2 separate regions of the Sus scrofa genome follow, and region 2 is linked to region 1. Evidence: chromatin contacts called from public Hi-C data. All regions are on one chromosome and are shown on one strand. The core of a region is the stretch at or near the end of the contact, and the rest is flanking DNA. Distances in the headings are between cores, read along the strand shown. Region 1 overlaps BTD (biotinidase). Region 2 has its middle 15 kb from the start of ANKRD28.

Region 1 (4,750 bases), core at 726-3,225:
TCACAGCTGTGATTTATTAATCCCGGCAATTAAACTCACCCGCTGTGATGCTCAAAGGTTTGTTTCATGTTCCTAATAAGAGGCTATGTGTTTCTCTCCAAACACGTAGCGAGTTAGCTTTTAAAATGCCTCACTGTGTTAATGGTCTGGTTTTAGAACATTTCAAAACAGACCCGGTGTTTGCCACAATGTTCTTCCCCAGCAGGATGGCAGTCACTCTTCTAGCTGTGCGCCTCGGATTTGGGCAAAAGTAACTATTCTCATTATTTTACATAATTCGGTGACATAGTCCACAGCCCACCACCTGCCCTCCATACGCACAAACAATCCACAGCTATGACAGCTGTGATAACAATACAGCTCAGCTATCCTAGCCACAAAAACCTGATGGATCACTAGCCTTTGGTTAGTAATGAATATAAAGGGCAAACCTCCCTTTACACAGCACGACATTCTTTTTGGGGAGTCGGGGGAGCATGCCCGTGGCATGTGGAAGTTTCCCAGCCAGGGACTGAACCTGCACCACAGCAGTGATAACGTTGTGTCCTTAACCCACTAAGCCACCAGGTTATTCCAACATTCTTTAATCTGGTGCAGAGAAACTGCTGACCTCTACTTAAATGCCATTTTATGGACAGTCAAAAGAAGTCTTCCCATTAAAACATGACTTTTCCCCACTCCAAGACTCTTGGACTCTCTTGGACTCCAAGACTCTTGGGAAAAACAAGCATACTAGTTTGGAAATAAAATCCTCTTGCAGGATCCTGTTGTGGCTCAGCAGGTTAAGAATCTGATGGGTATCCATGAAGATGCGGGTTCGATCTCTGCCCTCACTCAGTCGATTAAGGATCTGGCATTGCTATGGCTGTGGTACAGCCCAGCAGCTATAGCTAGGATTTGACTCCTATCCTGGGAACTTCCAACTGCCACAGGTTTTGGCACTAAAAAGCAAAATAAAATAAAAATCCTTTTTCAGTAACCAAATGCAATCTTCTAGAAAGTAAACTCAGCTTTGCAGCTCCTACCATAAAAGATTTGAAGCAAATCATACCTCTGACAGTGACACTTCTGTGTGCCTTTTTCCACCCCCCCAGAATAGGAATTTTAATTTCTAATAGTTCTGTGTACTAGGTGTTTTAGAGTGAAGAGTCCAGTTCCGCCTTGAAAATCAGCCTGGCCTCCTGGCTGAAGCCCCTCCCCTGGCACACAGACTTCCCAGGTGGTGTGCCACGGTCAGGCCCCCTGCTCTGAGGCCAAGCGCCCAGGCTGACTAGCCGCCCTGGGAATCCAAACAAACATCAAGACAACAGAGACAAATTGAGGAACCATTTTCTCTTTAAAGAGAAAATGACACCCTGGCCAAGTCTACTCAGAACCCATGTTTGCATTTGAAAACTAGACTCTCCAAGCCACTGCACATTGCTTTTTCTCTCAAAAGTTCCAGGAACAAAAGCAACCATAATTATTTTCAGCAACAGACCACGGAACTGGAGTGCTCCATCAGAATCCTGGCAAACTCAGACTTCTCAGCATGATCAGCGTGCCCCGGCACCCCAGCCCTGCCCCATCTCAAACTGTTACTTCCTCCCCCAGGGAATAAACGTACCATCCAAATACCAGAGCCCAGGACAGGCTGCCATCCATCCGGGACACTGTGAACTGTGTTTGAAGATGAAAACAAGGGGCCTTTGAGTGAGCAGTCATGAGATTTTGAGTAGAAACAAAAGTAGAATTGATAAGCTTTCTTATCTGAATTTTGCCGCTGAAGAACAGCAAGGAATAATTTTTAAAGTCTCAAAATCTGTTTTCCACTTCATCTCTGGTTTCAGAATAATGATAATGGGGGTGGTGTGAGGGGGGAGACTTTTATCTTCAGTCATATTCACAGTATTTCTAAAGCATAAGGCTGTGGCCTCATTAAGGGATGGAGGGGGTGGGGGTGGAGGGAGCCCACGAACCAGGGCACGGTTGGGGGGGGTCAGGGGTCCTGGAGCCAGGAGTGGCATTGACACTGTCCTCCCTTTTCAGCTCAGAGCTGCACGGTACCGATTTGGGGACAGAGAACGTTTGTTTAAATCTCAGGGACTTGCAATCCAGCAAAACAAGGACATTGTGGGACCGGCAATATAGCACCTTTCTTTCTACTTTGAGAAAATACGTTTAGATTATTTACAAAAGGAGCCTGGTAGGAGAGCTGTGAGGGGCCATCATTTCTGCCTGAACAGAGGCAGGTCAGGAAGAAAAGGCTATGCGGATTCTTGCCAGTATTCACGTGAGAGAGAAGCCAGCCTGGTAAGGGAGGAGAGGATGAGTCATGATGATGAAAATAGGCACAGGAGTGTGCCCTCGCTGAAGAGTGGTGAAACCGCAGACGTTTTAACCAAATTGCAAACTCTGGTCTTCCCTCTTTATGTGGCACCACGCAGCAGCCGCAGGAAGGACCGAGCAAGGCCAGGGGCTTAGAGGGGCCTGGGCGCAGGCTGGAAAGTGGCCTGGTGCCGGCTCGGGACCAAGTGCAAGGGGGCTTGGGGGGCTCCCCAGGAATAATGGCCCCGGAAGTCATGAGGGTTTTGGGGATCCAGCAACTGATCCACCTGCAGCGCTGGCCAGGGCCTGGCCCATAAACAGAATGGTGGCTGGAGGTGTGTGTGCAGCCTGGAAAACGTGGCTACGAACATCCTTCCACCACAGGGCATCTGACACAAGGCTAAACTCCAGGAAGGCCCCACTGAGGTGACAGTGTGCTTCCACACTTTGCTTCATGCCCTCCACCAAGACGGGGGCTGGGAGGCGCTCACTGGGACATGCATGTGACACGTGCCAGGGCTCCACCTGGTGTGGGTGTTAGGGACCCAGCCGGGAAGGCACCCAGCCCTTCCCAGCGGACCCCTCCCCCATGTATGGGGAGACTGACACAGTCAAACACAAACAGCCCCCTGCTTAGGACGCTTTGACTTCATGATGGCTCAGAAGCCACATGCATTCAGTAGAAACCGTACCCAGAAGTTAGTATATGGACCTTTCTTGGGTGAGCGACGTGCAGTGCAACCCCATCTCTGATGCTGGGCAGGGCAGCCATGGCCTCCAGACACAAGGGTGAACAACCAACACACTGACCACCATTTGGGCCCACATCCCATCCTCTTTTCCCCTCTAAGTACAGACCTCCAGAAATTCCATGAGATAGTCAACCCTTTGTGGGGTTTTGGGGGGAGAGGGGATTTTTTTTTTGGCGTGCCTGAAGCATGTGGAAGTTCCTGGACCAGAGACCGAACCTGTGCCACGGCAGTGACAACACTAGATCCTTAACCCATTGAGCCACCAGGGAACTCCTCGACCCTTGTTGCAAAACAGGCCTTGTGTTAGAGGGTTCTGCCCCACTCACTTCAGGCTGATGGGAATGTTCTGAGGCCATGTAAGGTGGGCCTGGCTGAACTGGGATGTTTGGTAGCCTCGGTGTAGTAAATGCATTTTGAACTATGGTATTTCCAACGTACGGTGGGTTTGTTGGGATATTAACCCCATCATGAACTCAGGAAGTTCTGTACCTGGTATGTCAGATGGCAGTAAGTACTAGGAAGAGATAGAGATGGGGGAGGGTGCAGGTATCTGTGAGGAGGCCCTGGATACCTGGGGGATGAGGGTTCCGGGCAGAGGACTGCTCGGTCAAAAGGCCCAAGTGAGAGCTTTCGGGGATTCAAGAAACAGCAAGGACAGCAGTGCGCTGGAGCCCAGGGACCAGGAAAGGCTGAAGAAATTCGAAGTCAGAGGGAAAGAACGGCCCCACCCTCCTCCAGTCCCATCTCTTTGGAGCAGCCTTTGAGATCTGGTGAAAGCCTGAGTCAATCCAGACGCTCCCCTGCTCAGAATCACCCAGTGACTCCCCAGGGCCTGCAGAGTGAGGGAACGGACAGGAATGATGCTGAAATCAGCGGTGGGGTGGGGAGAGCACTGCTGATCTTTTTTTGGAGGAGGTGGGGCATGCCTGAGGCACGTGGAAGTTCTCAGGCCAGGGATCAAACCACCCCACAGCAATGGCCTGAGCCACAGCAGTGACAAGTCCTATCCTTAACCTGCTGAGTCACCAGGGAACTCCTAGCATCTTGGTCTTTTAACTGCCTTACAGAAGCCTCTGCTTTTCACTCATAAGGGAACATGTTATTTATCCGACATGAATCCTGGTCAGGAAGGTTCTTGTGATCTATGGGGAAAAGAAATCAAGGTCTAAATGGCATGGAAATCCACTTTGTGGAAATTTGATAACATGTCAATCACTAGATATTTTTACACACAGGGAACTTTCTCCTTCTTGCCAAATGATTCATCTTGATAATTAGCTGTGTTTCCTTCCTAGCCATGCTATTACAATAGTGTCTTTTGCAATGAAATGAAAGGATTATTATGAAGGTATCCTTAATAAGATAATTTCAGAGGCAGGTATATACATTTAAAATTTTATATTTAGACCTACTGATCTTTTTTAAAAAAGATCTTGTCACTCTTTACTTGTCAGGGAGAATAAGAGTCCCATGACTGGGAAAGAGGCAGGAAAAGTGGGCAGAGGAAATGTCACATCCTGTGGAACAAATCTGAGGGGCCTAAGTCATAAGGAGCGAGCACCATGTGTGCCTCTATGTGTTTCTGACAGGAGGCTAAGTTCCAAATAGCTTTAAACCTATACTCATGAATTTTGTGATTTCCTTATTTAATACATACTCCTTTTTATATAAGGGGAGAAATAACCCCATCT
Region 2 (4,750 bases), core at 1,068-3,567, 190 kb before region 1:
ATTGCTGTGGCTCTAGTGTAGGCCAGGGGCTACAGCTCCAATTCGACCCCTAGTCTGGGAACCTTCATATGCTGTAGTGTGGCCCTAGAAAAGACCAAAAAAAAAAAAGATTGAAATATTTTTGAGTAAATGTACTTTTTTTCCCTCTGTGTCTACAGGTTCACCCCATCATACAGCAAAGTCATTGAGGTCTGGTACCTGGCATTGAAGAAGTGTTTAGTAAATGACTATTGAATGAAGGAAAGATCAGAGGGAAAAATTGCAAATAGAGATATTTTGGGGGTTAGTCAGAAGGAAGTTCAAGGAATCCATCTTTGTCGTCCTCTTTCTCTCTGAGGGAGAATGCCAAGAGAGAATGCCTCCCCAGCTTACTTACCTGACAGCACTGCTGTGAAGAACCAGCATGAGAACAGATGTGAAACATCCTTAAATTAGGAAGTGCTGGTACAAGTGGAGGGGAGTAATAATTTTCGTTTCTAAAACATCTTAATTTTGAAAGGGGCTTGGAGTCAGATGACACTCAGTTCTCACCAACTCAGAAATCCCATTTGCTTCCTTAACAAGTGCTGATGTAACTTCTCTTAGGTGTGTGATGTGTGGGAAGAGCCAGGCTTTGGAGACAGATGGGCCTGGATAAGAATCCAGTTTTCTCCACTTCTTAGCTGACGTGATTAAACCGATTTCGAGTTTTAACTTGTCTGCCTCAGAATTTATCTGGGCAATGGGGTCTATTTTGCAGGCATGTTGTCACAAATTAAGTACCCATTAAGTGCCTAGAACCATCATAGGTATTCAGGTGACCTGGGATGTTCATCCCTGCCCAGTATGAATGGCCAGCCTGTTCCATCTTCAGATAAAATAATGCTAGGTAAAAAAGTACTATCTTACATTGAGCTAGATTTTATCTCCCTGCTTGATTCTAGTTCTTACTTCTAGAACTGTGCAATTTGAAATCTCTTCACAATGATAGCACTTCAGATGTTTTACAGCTATCATATTCTCCTTGGCTCCTTTTCAGATGAAACATCTTTAGCTCTACTGACACTTAGGATGTGGTTTTTAAATCCACGATCATTCTGGCTGCCATCTTTGAATGTGTTTCGGTTTCATTACTCTAGATGCGGTTTGACCCTATGTCTAGTAATTAGATTTACTTTTCATAAAGGAGAAAAGCGAGATTAATAGGAAACATTTTTGATATAAAACTTTGATTTTAATTGGTTAAAATTAAAGTGTAATTATATAGGTTCATATTCTAAAGTGTACTGTTTTCTTTTCTCAGTAGCATTTGTGAAATGATTGCCTTTGGTCCTTCCCAAAACAAATTATTGATGATTAGTTTTTTCTCCCTTTTAAAAATAAATCTCCAGAGCCCTCAGAGTATCTCATAATGGTGGTAAAATTAAACTATTGAAATAAAATGCCAAGATTTAATCTTTCTATATAGTAAATAATATACTGTTAGTTGCCTACTCACTGGCCATTACCCACTTCCTTCCTTGCATGTCCCAGTTTTGTTTGGTTGCCCCTGGCTTATGTGACTTGGAGAAATCCCTAATAGTGTAAGCTAATCAGAGTAATCCTTCTTTGCCTGGTCATGATTTGTTTAGAAAGGGACATGTGATTGGCCAAGTCTGGTCATATTTTGGGGGAAGTCAGTTTAGGTAGCTTCTGTGAAGTCTTCTTTGTATCTGAAAAGGTAGACACAGAAGGAAACTCCCCCTTCTCTTGGATAGCAGTATGTGTCTGATATGATGCCTTGCAGTGACTACAAAGGGAAATATGCAAAGGTCCATGTTGAGTCTGACAGAAGAGCTGGAAAGAGCTCAGGTGTTCTACCTGATGGTGTTGAGTAAAGATCAGTCACCTTGGAACTACCTTATTTTACTACTTTTTGTTCATGATGATAATAAGATATCAATAAAAAAACAGTAAAGATATTGTTTGACCCAGTTTGATGTGACATACTATTTTAGTTTAGGATAGCCCTAATATTAAAGAACAAACATATTTGTTAGTCTGTTGCACAGAAGAGTAGATATTTTTGGTGGTAGGCCAATTTAGATGTAATGATGAACCTGGTAATTGTGAGGTCACATTAAAATTATATTGCAGTCAAAGTTTCATAGATATTCTTATATTACTGAATGTTTTCATTGTGAACAAAACAGACTAAAGAATTTCTGTCATTGGACATTCCCTGTGGCACAGCAGGTTAAGGATCCAGCATTGTCACAGCTGTGGCACAGGCTGCAACTGTGGTGTGGGTTTGATCCCTGGCCTGGGAACTTCTGTATGCCAGAGGCATGGCCAAAGAAACATTTCTGTCATACAATAACTGATAGCACGTTTAACTACCCAGTTATTTAAGAATGAGCTTGTTATCAATTCTGACAGGGACCCTCTTCTTTCCACTTACAAAGTTAAAAATTGACTACCTTTAAAGGAATTGACATTGTTTTATTCTGAAATAACATTAGGTTATAAGCATGACTTTGTACATGTTTATCGAGGGCATGAAAATCTATTTATGCAGAAAAATTCCATGACTGAGACACATTAGAAACACCCTTTCCTTCTTTCAACAATAGAAACTTCTTTATAAAATTTTAGATAGCACTCTTTAATAGAGGAAACTAAAGAATATGAAAAATGTTGTAAACTATCTGAGTCATCACTTGGATTTGAAAATAGTTACTTTCAGTATTTTTGTCTCCACCCTTCTATGGTTTAGAAGAATGTGAATCATCATCTTTAGTATTTCCCAACGGTAGCTACTTTGAGGTGGAAGTTTGGCGTATGCAGTCCCAATTGGTGTTTGAAATAATTCATGTGCACTTCAGCTACTGATCTTACTGCCCTTGTGGGAATTCCGTGGATGGCTCATGTAATTATTGCTTATAAAGGTAAACATTGAGTAACCATAGCAACTTATTTTTAAATTGAAATTTTTCTTCCTTTGGTTTTTAAAGTACAGTAACTTGATACTATATTTATCTCAGTGTCACTCCATTGTAGAAACCAGAATGAATTGCAAATAACCTTTCCTCAGTTTTTTTTAAAGGAAAGCAGAAATTCAGCCTGTTTAAAATATGAATCGTATACACTACTACTTTGTAGTATTCAGCCTAAGTTGTCTTTGAGACAGTTGCTAAAAGATTATTCATTACATAAATAATAATGCAATGATATGTCAGAGAATGTGTTTCTCATGGGCCTGGTAAACATAAGTTACATGGCAGACATGCTGCTGGTTAGCATAAATTCCAGCCCCAAATTGTACTAATAGGTGATCAAGTAGGATATTTTTACAGGTAATACAATGTAAAAAACTTTAATTCATTCTGGCCTTTAGTCTGAATTATAAATACCTTTTTATGAAGAAAATAGTCTAACCTTAAAAAATACTGTCTAAATACAGTAGTACATATTTTATAATGAGGTAGGGCCCCCCCCCCCTTAGTTTTGATATACTGGGTATATTCTAAGAAACTACCCATATTGTTATGTTCAGTTTGTTAAAATTTGCTTTCATACTTTTCAAAGGAAACAGTTTTTTGTTTTTTAAGACTGAAGTCTGAAAACAGTCATTTCAATATTGACTTAGATCTTAAGTTCTCATTTATAACTCTTGAATCTACTCTCTTCCCAGAAAGCCCATTCCATTTCCTGTCTTCACTGAAACTCACTGTTTTCATAAGTACGTGCTTCTCCACAGGACTTCTCAAGTATAGCTAGCTGTCCCTTTGCTCACAGCCATTATATCCTAGGAAAATGTTTCTAGTCTTCATACCTATGAAAACATTCTCCAGAGCATATGGAAGTTCCTGGGCCAGGGATTGAATCTGAGCTGCAGATGTGACTTCTGCCACAACTGTGGCATCACTAGATCCTTCAACCCACTGCACCAGGCTGGGGATTGAACCTGCACCTCTGCAGCAACCCGTCCCACAATTGGATTCTTAATCACTTTGCACAGCAGGAACTCTTCCTCCCTCCTTCTCCTTTTTATGGACGCATGACATATGGAAATTCCCAGACCTGGGATTGAATCGAAACCGCAGCTGTGGCCTGTGCCACAGCCATGGCGATACCAGATCTGAGCCGCATCTGTGACTTTCACTGCAGCTAACAGCAATGCTGGATCCTTAACCCATTGAGCAAGGCCAGGAATCAAACTTGCATCCTCACAGAGACAATGTCTGGTCCTTAACCTGCTGAGGCAGAGTGGAATCTCTGAGATCTTTCTTTCTTCATGTTGGTATTTTTTTGGTATAAACTTCCCTCTTAGTACTTTTGCTACATCTGATGAGTTTTGGTATGTTATGTTTTCATTTTTGTCTCAAAATACTTTCTGACTTCCCTTTTGATACCTTCTTTGACTCACTGGTTGTTCAAGACTGTGTTTAATTTCCACATTTTCTAGTATTCCTTCTGCTGTGGATTATTAGTTTCTTCTCAAATTTATTAAAATTTACTTTGTGGCATAAGATGTCATCTATCCTGGAGAATGTTCTTTGCTTGCAAAGAGTGTATATTCTGTTGGTGTTGGGCAGAATGTTCTATATATGTCTTTTAGTTCTGTGACAGATATTTTAAGCTGATAAATTTAATCTCCTATAAAAACTGTAATTTCTTGCCACCTACCCTGTGTTATTGATGTCACCATTTACGTATTTTTGTATTTTGTGTCCATTAACACATTTTGTATTTATTTTTAATGTTTTTGACTTTTAACTTTTATACTAGA

Evidence for each region. A called contact is a pair of places that touch in the nucleus more often than the background predicts.
Region 2: a contact with region 1 is called in a Hi-C map of retroperitoneal adipose tissue, with 2.6 times the contacts expected there. The contact joins two enhancer-like sites. A contact is called at or near these places in 26 of 47 Hi-C or Micro-C datasets (alveolar macrophages, blood, brain and 14 more) and 2 of 2 datasets of contacts at active chromatin or transcription factors (alveolar macrophages and skeletal muscle).

The regions. Positions count from the first base shown.
Region 1 is chr13:2,877,891-2,882,640 of Sscrofa11.1, reverse strand. The region is part of intron 1 of BTD (biotinidase); the gene reads right to left. Among named protein-coding and RNA genes, the nearest start is that of HACL1, 39 kb to the right of the region's middle. Within about 2 kb of position 1,975, at least 27 of the 83 cell types and tissues checked have an H3K27ac peak or open chromatin away from gene starts, as enhancers often do. A contact at or near this core is called in mesenteric adipose tissue, omental adipose tissue and retroperitoneal adipose tissue, where this site is marked.
Region 2 is chr13:3,070,033-3,074,782 of Sscrofa11.1, reverse strand. It overlaps a transcript of ANKRD28 not described here. Among named protein-coding and RNA genes, the nearest start is that of ANKRD28, 15 kb to the right of the region's middle. Within about 2 kb of position 2,317, at least 13 of the 83 cell types and tissues checked have an H3K27ac peak or open chromatin away from gene starts, as enhancers often do. A contact at or near this core is called in mesenteric adipose tissue, omental adipose tissue and retroperitoneal adipose tissue, where this site is marked.